Linked DNA regions of Zea mays: all the other regions are linked to region 1. A link is a contact called in public Hi-C data. All regions are on one chromosome and are shown on one strand. The core of a region is the stretch at or near the end of the contact, and the rest is flanking DNA. Distances in the headings are between cores, read along the strand shown. Region 1 holds the start of LOC100283901 (ras-related protein Rab-6A). Region 2 holds the start of LOC100193732 (2-oxoglutarate (2OG) and Fe(II)-dependent oxygenase superfamily protein). Region 3 holds the start of LOC100383288.

Region 1 (2,947 bases), core at 136-2,635:
ATAATGGTAGAAGGTGGTGCATCACTTCTGATGAAACAATACTTGTTGTCCCTGCTTTTCAGGCTGGTTTACTTACCTCAAATCTGCACTTCAAATGGCACAAATGAATGTTGGTAGCGTACATCTTCTGTCTAGTGAAGGTGAGATATTAGAGGAAAACAAACGGAACGGCAATCATGTTTATGCATCAAGCCATTGCAGAATCTGATAGCCGATTAGTTTTCTTTCCTCCAACTCTCACTTTTAGTGCCTGACACTTGATAGCTTTTGGTAACATGGTGGAATGGGAAGAACAGGACCGGCTCCACAGTCCAGCCAAATGCAGTTAAAAAGGACTTGACCTTCAGAAAATTAAAAAGGCATTTCAAAATAAGAAAACTAGATAATGCAGTTGTCTAGGTCTTCTATAACTAGACTCCACTAGAGGTATATTATTATTTCACTTGTTTAACAATTTTTACTTCAATGTGCCATTGTTAACTTGTTTCCTCTTTTTCTATAATTTATTCGCTATATGACATTTGGCTGTAAATGGATTATAATCACGACGACCCTTGAATAAGGTATTTTCCTATATTCATCAACTATTTTGTAGCTATGAATTACTTTAGGTTGTTTTGTGAATTTTCTTTTGTTGTTGCGCTAGCAACACCTTGATTTTGGCACGTTCTCTACCGCTGGCCTCACATGTAATTGCAAGGACAGTAGATGTATCCTCCTCCATCATGCGTCATGAGCATTTCATTGTTTGGTGAAGCAGCATAGATGCGGAGTTAAGGTTTCTACACCTAACTACCGAACCAACTCGATCCAATCGGACGCGGGATAGATCATCCTACCCTGCATCAGATCGACCTACCTATCCTCCTGCACTGGATCTGGCCCGCCCGATTGAATCCTTCCCACTAACCCGCCCCCAACGCGGGGGAGATGACACGAACAGCACGCGAGGGATCGATCGGGATCGGAGCCAGAGAAGGAGGCGGTGCGGGCCGTCGTACCTGGTAGGTGTTATCGAACTTGTCGTACATGAAGCGGGTGATGATGCTCGTCTTGCCGACGGACTGGTCCCCCAGGAAGACGAGCTTGTACTTGGCGAGCGCTGACACCGGTGCCATCTCCGCCGCCTCCGCCTCCTCTTCCTCTTCTCCCTCCCACGGCAGGCGGCGACGAGGTCAGGTCAGATCGGATCCGGCAGCGGGAGAGGGGGATCTCGCTCGCTAGCTCGCCCTTTCTCTCTCTCTCTCCCGGCGACCGCGCGTGTTGCGCTCCCCCTTCCTTCCGTTTGCGCGTCTGGGCGTTGCCTCCGAGTCCGAGAATGGTGCCTGCCGTTTATTGCTCCTAGCGCTCGCGGAGAAGGCGGTCGGACCGGACGGCAAATGGCACGAAAGCTTTTGTTTTGCATGAAAAAACGTGGTGCCGCGCTGAAGGATACGGCTGCGGATGCGGTGTCTCGGGCTGGGCACGGCTCATCACAGGCAAACAGGCACGCAGCTGTGGGGCAGTGCACTGTAGCAAACTACCAGCAAGTAGAATCGACGACTTCCGCGTGTGTCAATGGTTACCCCTAAATTTTTATCTCTATATCACTTTTTGCGTTACATTACCAACATTTCATCCTCTATTTTTTCATCTCACGCAGCGGTTCCCTCTATATTCTCCCTCTATACCTCACTACAACTATAAAATATCATTATTCAACTCTATTCATCAGTTATTACCATTTTTTCTTCACCTATTAAAAACATACAGTATATGTGAATAGTAATAGAGGCTCCAGCGGGCTCACGCTACCTGTGGCAACTTCCTGTTCAATTCCGCCTGAAGGAGGGCCTGGTAGAGGGCTCCGTTGCGGGCGTGGAGTCCCTCCATGCAAGGGGAGGGGTGTCCGAGCGGCCAGTGCTGCGGACAGCCTTAGGCTGCCGGCAGCGGCAGCCGCAACCTGCGCTAAATGTCCCTTTAGGCGCTACAGCGCTAGGGAAGGCATCAGCCATCCGTCAGATCAAGACGAGCATTGTAGCACCGTATTTCGTTCCATCCAGTTTGAATGATTTGGTAAAGTTAGTTAGGCTTAGATTGATTTGTTGAACATGGTTAGGGTTTACCTTCATAAAATCAATTTAGGGTTTATTGGTTCAAACTTGTATGTAATGGATGTCTTATGTTCACCGAAACAACGGTAATCGATTCTGTCGGTACCCTGAATCAGGGGTACCCCTACTACGGTATGAAGACACGGTGCCCATACGGCGTTCCCTAGCCATACGGTGAACAACGCTCGACCCCACCACGTGGGCCGCTCAAGGGGCACAGTGTGGCGAGGAAAGATGATACATCCCAGGATGTATCAGTCGAACCGGACCCCCGCGAGGGAGCACCGGACCCCTGTACGCACAACCCGGACCCCCGGTTATGGCCCGGGACTCCCGAGTAAGCATGTCGGGTCCCTTGGAAGGGACCCAGATCCCTCCGAGTGAGGTCCGGGCTGCAACGAGGTCCCGGGACAGGGGAAACTCCGGCGTGAGCAAGGGTCCGGTACTGCCACGCGTCCGGGCCTTACCCTGCGCGCATGTGCTCCCCGCTCAGGCGGAGATCCGATGCGGCCACGTGGCTTGTAGCCCGTGACATAAGCCAGCGGGCGGAGCCTGACGTAAGGCCTCTAGGCCGCGCGGTCTCTGCACTTATTGCGGAAAGGACGCGTCGCCTGTCCACCCTGCTGACAGGCGATGTGCCCTCACAGCATTTAATGTCCTGTCCACTCCGCTGGCAGGCAGCGCCAGGGCCATCCTGCAGACGGCGCACCTGTCCAGTCCGTTGTCGAACAGTACGCCCGTGCTGCGTGGCGCACTGTGCTCATCATCCCTTGTACGAGAAGTGTCGGGGACCATAATTAGGGGTACCCCCAAGACTCCTAATCTCAGCTGGTAACCCTCATCAGCACAAAGCT
Region 2 (2,947 bases), core at 264-2,763, 200 kb after region 1:
GTCATTCCTCCCAGGCCCACTAGGGGATGACCTTACGAATTATGGGGCCCTTGGGCCTTTCGTGAGGTCTTTCATCCTTCTAGTGGACCCGGGGGATATCTGTCCCCCACACCCAAGGCTGACCTCGGGCGGGAGTGCAGGAACACTCCGTGATGCGCAAGCGGGTCATAAACATCGACACTTGTAGATCCTAATAGTTCTATTGTCTACCAATGACATTCCACCCTAATGTCCAAACACACAAGGAGGAGAGATGAGTAGGTGCACAGCTTCCAAACCCATTTGCGACCCCCGACAACCATTACGAGCGTCGTCCACCAAGGTCCCAAAGGTATGGTCCTCATATTATGGGTAGGTTTGGTTCGGTTTTTTGCTGACTAACTTTTTCTGATAATCTGGCTGTGGAGAGAATCTGAGTATCATGAGGATTACTTGTAAAGTAAGATGAAGTGGTCCATAGGGTTTAGAATTTAGAAAGGGATGGATTTCTTCTATCGTGACAACTCGACCAATTTTGTGTTCATGTTGATTTTGAACGGTTTTTACCAAAACAATTCTTGTAGAAGCGGGCTAAAAAGTTGGGGTGTTTGATAATACGCAGCATCTTTTGGTGGGCAGAAGCTGGAAAAAGCTGAAACAAACATGACATCTCTCCCTCCTCTACCTCACTAGCACACAAATTATGCGCCTAACCTATACAGATTGATAGTCGGCTCATTCCTAAGGTCAAAAAGATCTATGAGTAGGGGTGGTAATGGACTCTAAATTTTACACTATAAAATTTTACACTATAAAATTTATTTTTGAACTAAAATTAGTTAAGTGCCTAACTTATTGTGAAGAGATATTTAGATCGTGATTCATTAACACCACTCCGTACGAGGAATCATGAGGGAAATATTTGACTCTAGTTTGAGGCCTACTATTGCAACATTGGTTCAAGAATTACAGTGGCCAAATAAAAAATGCATCGTTGTCTTAACTTGTCTGTCACTCTGTGAAATTACGGTACAGAAAAGAAATATGTTTTGCTTTTTTGATTTTTTTCATCTACTCTGAGGGAAAAAAGCAAAAGCGGTAAAAAAACAAAACGATATGTATATTTCTTCTAGTCGAATTTTGAATTGCCCATGTGCTTTTGATATGATTATTTTCTCCTTTGACTCAAGAGATCCAAAATTCATCATATGCCGCTTAACCAGTAAACAAGTTCTTTATCCGATTATACGATTTATGATTATGAAAATAATAAAATGAAAATGTTAAGAAAACACGGAAGTGAAACCGAAGATTGTGTTTTTTTTCCTTCCAACCATACTTCATCTAATCGTTTTTCACAATTGGGCTCATATTTTTTAGTTCATATTTATTTTCGCTGAAACACAACCCAACCCACCCACAAGGCCCAACTGGCGCGCCAACCGGTCAGACCAGCGGACCGGCGTCTGCGTCGCTAGCAGCTGCGGACTGCGGCTGCGGTTGATGGGCCAGTCGGCCCAACCACGCGTACCCCTTCGCCTTCCTCAGCGCGTCCTCGTCCGGCTTCCTCCGCTCGATGCAGCAGCAGCGACTGCAGGCGGCGCTCGACAGAAAACAACACGGCTGCGACCGGATCTCACCGGAAAAGTTGAGGAGTGGAGGGTCTTAGCTGCCGGAGTTGGGTAATACCTCCCTATATCCCCTATTGGTAGGTCCGCCGCTGCTCCAACCTCCAGGTCCAGGCACCAGGTCGCTCCTCCCTTCTCTTCCCGTCGGGTTCTTGTCCATCGTAGATAGCCTCTCCTTCGCCGAGGTCACCAGTTCCTCCTCGTGTCCTTCTCGCTAGTCGCTACAGTCCTCCTACTCTGCTTGGCTCGAGTGGAATGGGGATCCATCCTGACCTGAGTGGTTTCTTCTTTGCTTGGTAAGGAACCCTTGCTTTCTTGGATGGATCTTTGTTCTGCGGATTGTCTAAATCTCAATTTTCTTCTTCCTCCACGCAGGTAGTCGCGCATATTTGGTAGCCGCGTCCGCGTGACGTCGTCGGTGCTTGGGTCCATTCAGACATTGTTCTTATTTGATCAGTACCCCTATTTAGCGCCTGCAAGATCGAGATCGATCTTACTTGACTCCATAAGATGTATTGGGGATTTGGAGTGCCTTGTACTCCAACTTAAGACTGGGAGTGAACCCGCATACCCCAAGCCCGCCCTTCCACCGAACTGAACTAGACATCCTCAAGCGTCATCAATTCTAATGGATGATGCAGCAGAAAATATTCTTGCATCACTTGGCCGTGTGCATCTCGTTGATCTAATGGCCTCTGAGGGCCTTCCTTCTGACAGCTATAAGATGTGTGTGTCGACTCTGATGCAGTCACTCGCTCAATATTCGGCAGCCATCATTCAGCTGTCACCAGCTGATGGTGCCTTGTTGAGGTCAGGTTTGGACTCGGCTCGCTTTTTCTTCCACCAGCGAGGGTATAATTCAAATGAGGCTGTACACTCGGATGATTCCCGTGAATGGTGCAAGACCTCTGGTTACTATGTTGATTCTCAGATGTGTCTGGAAATGTATGATTACAGGCCTGGTATTACTGCAACTGATCCCAGCGGTGAAATGGAATTACCTCCATCAGGTTTGCCTGACATATTTTCGGTGCTGGGTAAAGTTTCTCGAGATATATTGGACGCAATCAGTTTCTCATTGAATTTACGTAGCTGTGCATTTACTGAGATACTCGACAACATACCCTTGAGAAGCCAGGAAGTATCATCTTCTGTTCTTTCAGCATGTTGTCATTCAAGGCCATCGCTTGAAGGAGGACATCAGCATAGCATTGCTTCTCAAGATAATGGTCACTTGCTCATGTTTTCTGAGCAGGAGCAACAGATTGATAAGACTTTGCTTACCCTAGTTAAGTCAGATATGTCAGGTCTATATATTAAAGACTTACATGGACACTGGA
Region 3 (2,947 bases), core at 319-2,818, 190 kb before region 1:
CACAATTAAGACCCTGACTCTAGCTACCAAATAGGAGAAAAGAGATGGTCTTCACTGCAAATGCAGTTAGCTTCCTAACTATATTTAAACAATATTGCCAAGGAACCTTTGCAAATGGGGGCTGAACAATTAAGATACTAGCTACCAAAATAGGAACCACATTTACAAAATGTAGCAACCATTCCAATAGCAAAAAATCAAAATTCAATACTGCACAACAAAACCAAAAACCAAATGCACACATCTAGCAAGCATAGCATCCCAGTGTAACATCTCCCAGACATGCAACAAGTATACTGCACACTGGATTATGTAAACCTAATTCAAGAGATGGTTAACATGTTATTCGCTTCAAAGTTATTTCATCTACAATTGTTTCCACCAGAAAACTTTCAAAGTCTAAACTCTAAAGCCACATCTATGTGACGTGACCACCAGGGTTATAACTACATACAGTAACTAGATACATCGCCACTATCATATACCATAAAAAATACAAAATCTATGAGATGGTAACTATCGCCTCCTTAGCTACTGCCACATATAATAAAAAACATGCTACCAGAGTCTGAACATTAGTTTACTAACAGAGCCATTAAGTCCCAGTAAAGCATGATGTCTTATTTCAACAACCCAAAAAGGCTAAAATTGATGCAAAGCGATAGAATTTTCTTAGACAGAGCTCTCACTCAGTTCGGTTTCTAAGCAATTATCACCAAAATTGTGAGACAGGACTCTCACTCGTTCAGTTCTTAAGCAATTGTTAACATATTAGTAGCTCACTAGTCTCGAAATAACAAAGTCTCGTGACAAAAGGTAAGTAGACAAACCAGGTGGTTGACAATGTGGGAGCCTGAAGTGTTCCCCCGCGAGTTACAGAACCACTTGCGGCAGGAGGGTACGTTGCACCTCGCCACGCACGCAGGGTTGTGGATCCCGCAGTACCGGCATGCGTGTTCCACGAAGTCTCCCTTGCTGTAGTCGTACCCGTCCTCCACGGCGCCGGTTCCTACAGGATCCTCGAAGTTAAGTGCGACAACCCCGGAGGCGAGCCCATCCGCCGCAGCCGACGGACGCGCCTTGGAGGCGGAACGCGGCGACGGCGAGGAGGAGGAGGCCGGCGGGGTGTGGACGTCTTGAGACGTGAGATCGGGTTCCGGGGAGGCCGCGTCGGACGGCGGAGGCGGTGGGGCAGGCCACGACGAGGACGACGTGCCGGCGCCGGGGATGGAGGACGTCAGCGGCGTGGATCGGGGAGGTGGTTGAGAGAGCTCCGGGAAGTCGGGGTAGTCGAAGTCGTCCCCCTGCGTGTTGAACTCGAGAAAAGTGTAGGCGTCGCCGGCGGCGGGGGCGTCCGGCTGCGAGGCCGTCTCATAGAGGTCAACCGCGGCAGTGGCGGTAGAGGGCGGCTGCGTCGCCATCCCACCGGTTAGGGTTTTGTCGCTGGCGTAGGGCTTGGGAAGACGGGGCGAATCGGGAGGGGAAAATGGAGAGGACGACTCGGGAAGGATGGTGGGGTGTTTGATTTGTTAGGATTTCCTTTTGCTTTAACCGTGCGGCGTGCGCGTGGAGAGGCAGGAACCGGTGCATTGTTCCCTTCAACGGTTTAGATGAGTGCCCGTGCGTTGCAACGGAACAGTATAATGACACGATAACTTATGTACATATGTGTGTTATATTGTTATAGATATGTGTCCGTGTGTTGTGACGGAAGTAAAAGATTTGTATAAAACATTGATACGGAACGATAAACATCACTATGATAGACCCTATTGTAGAGTATTTTTTTCTCTTCTCATTTCCCATTATCATTATCACTTCTCTTTCAACGAGAATTTTCTTTTATTTTATGTAGAAGTGTAGAACCATATAGTATTAGATCGACATGCTAACAACTGGGTGGGGGTATTTTATCTACTATCTTTACTACTATAATGCACTACTTTTAATAGTTCCAGTCGTGGTTTTTGTGCGTCGCGTCCCCACCCGCTCGCTCGTTCTCCACGCTTCGCTATCCAGTAGCGTCTGCTCGCTCTCTAACATCCGCAAACACTATCATTTGAGCATTACATATCTTTTTGAACTAATTTAGTTGTGCATTATCATTTTATTCAATATTTTGTATGTCGTCCCAACGCACGGGCACCTACGTCGTGGTAAAAAGGATTAGATTAGTGTATGGTTGTCGACATATGTGTCTGTCATTACAAATTCTAAATTGACTCTTTAGAAATAATTTGTGTAATATTGATAATGTTTACCACACGGATTTTACATATCATTGTGATATTTGTCGTTCCGTTTATATATTTCATACAAATTTTTTTACTCCCGTCGCAACGCACGGGCACTCACCTAGTAGGGATAAAATGTCTGGTAGTCTCGAAAAATGAGAGACACGTGTAAACTTTAAAAAAATAGAGTAAAAACTGAGTTGCATCTCTGATTAGGGATAACCATGCAATTCACTAAAATTTAAAAGAAAAGAGAGGAGATAGATTCGTTCCTAGGTATCTTGTCGATATTTTCTAGTGAATAAAGAGACATATACCATATTTATAGTGATGTTAATTAGTTAATACATAATTAAAGCTTGTTTGGATACTCTCTTGTTCACTCGATCCACATAGATTAAGGCTCTTATTCATCTCAATCCACATAGATTAAGATAATTTATGGTGTAAATTAATTCTATACGTTCACTCGATCCACATAGATTAAGGCTCTTATTCACCTCAATCCACATAGATTAAGATGATTTATAGTGTAAATTAGTTCTATACTGGATGGTATTGAGTCGATTTAAATCTATAGAAGTCAAAGTCCATCCTAATCCACTCCCATTCACGTGGAATTAGAATAATGAGTCTGAGAATACTTACAGCTCCTTATCTCCGTTCCCGTGAATAAATGTTGTACGAACCATTTTGAAATTAGATTTATATAA

The links. A called contact is a pair of places that touch in the nucleus more often than the background predicts.
Region 2: a Hi-C map of leaf shows a contact between it and region 1, with 4 times the contacts expected there. The contact joins the promoter of LOC100193732 here to the promoter of LOC100283901 in region 1. A contact is called at or near these places in 3 of 25 Hi-C or Micro-C datasets (endosperm, leaf and an unstated tissue).
Region 3: a contact with region 1 is called in a Hi-C map of leaf, with 4 times the contacts expected there. The contact joins the promoter of LOC100383288 here to the promoter of LOC100283901 in region 1. A contact is called at or near these places in 5 of 25 Hi-C or Micro-C datasets (bundle sheath, ear, endosperm and 1 more).

The regions. Positions count from the first base shown.
Region 1 is chr2:208,048,690-208,051,636 of Zm-B73-REFERENCE-NAM-5.0, reverse strand. It overlaps LOC100283901 (ras-related protein Rab-6A), which reads right to left and starts at 1,385. Exons shown (of 6, transcript NM_001370563.1): 1 at 1,002-1,385. The coding sequence starts at 1,118. MIR2275d (microRNA MIR2275d) reads right to left here and starts at 255; the gene lies at 136-255.
Region 2 is chr2:207,848,616-207,851,562 of Zm-B73-REFERENCE-NAM-5.0, reverse strand. It overlaps LOC100193732 (2-oxoglutarate (2OG) and Fe(II)-dependent oxygenase superfamily protein), which reads left to right and starts at 1,513. Exons shown (of 4, transcript NM_001138820.2): 1 at 1,513-1,903; 2 at 1,983-2,947. The coding sequence starts at 2,236.
Region 3 is chr2:208,241,362-208,244,308 of Zm-B73-REFERENCE-NAM-5.0, reverse strand. It overlaps LOC100383288, which reads right to left and starts at 1,568. Exons shown (of 29, transcript XM_008670177.2): 1 at 831-1,568. The coding sequence starts at 1,421.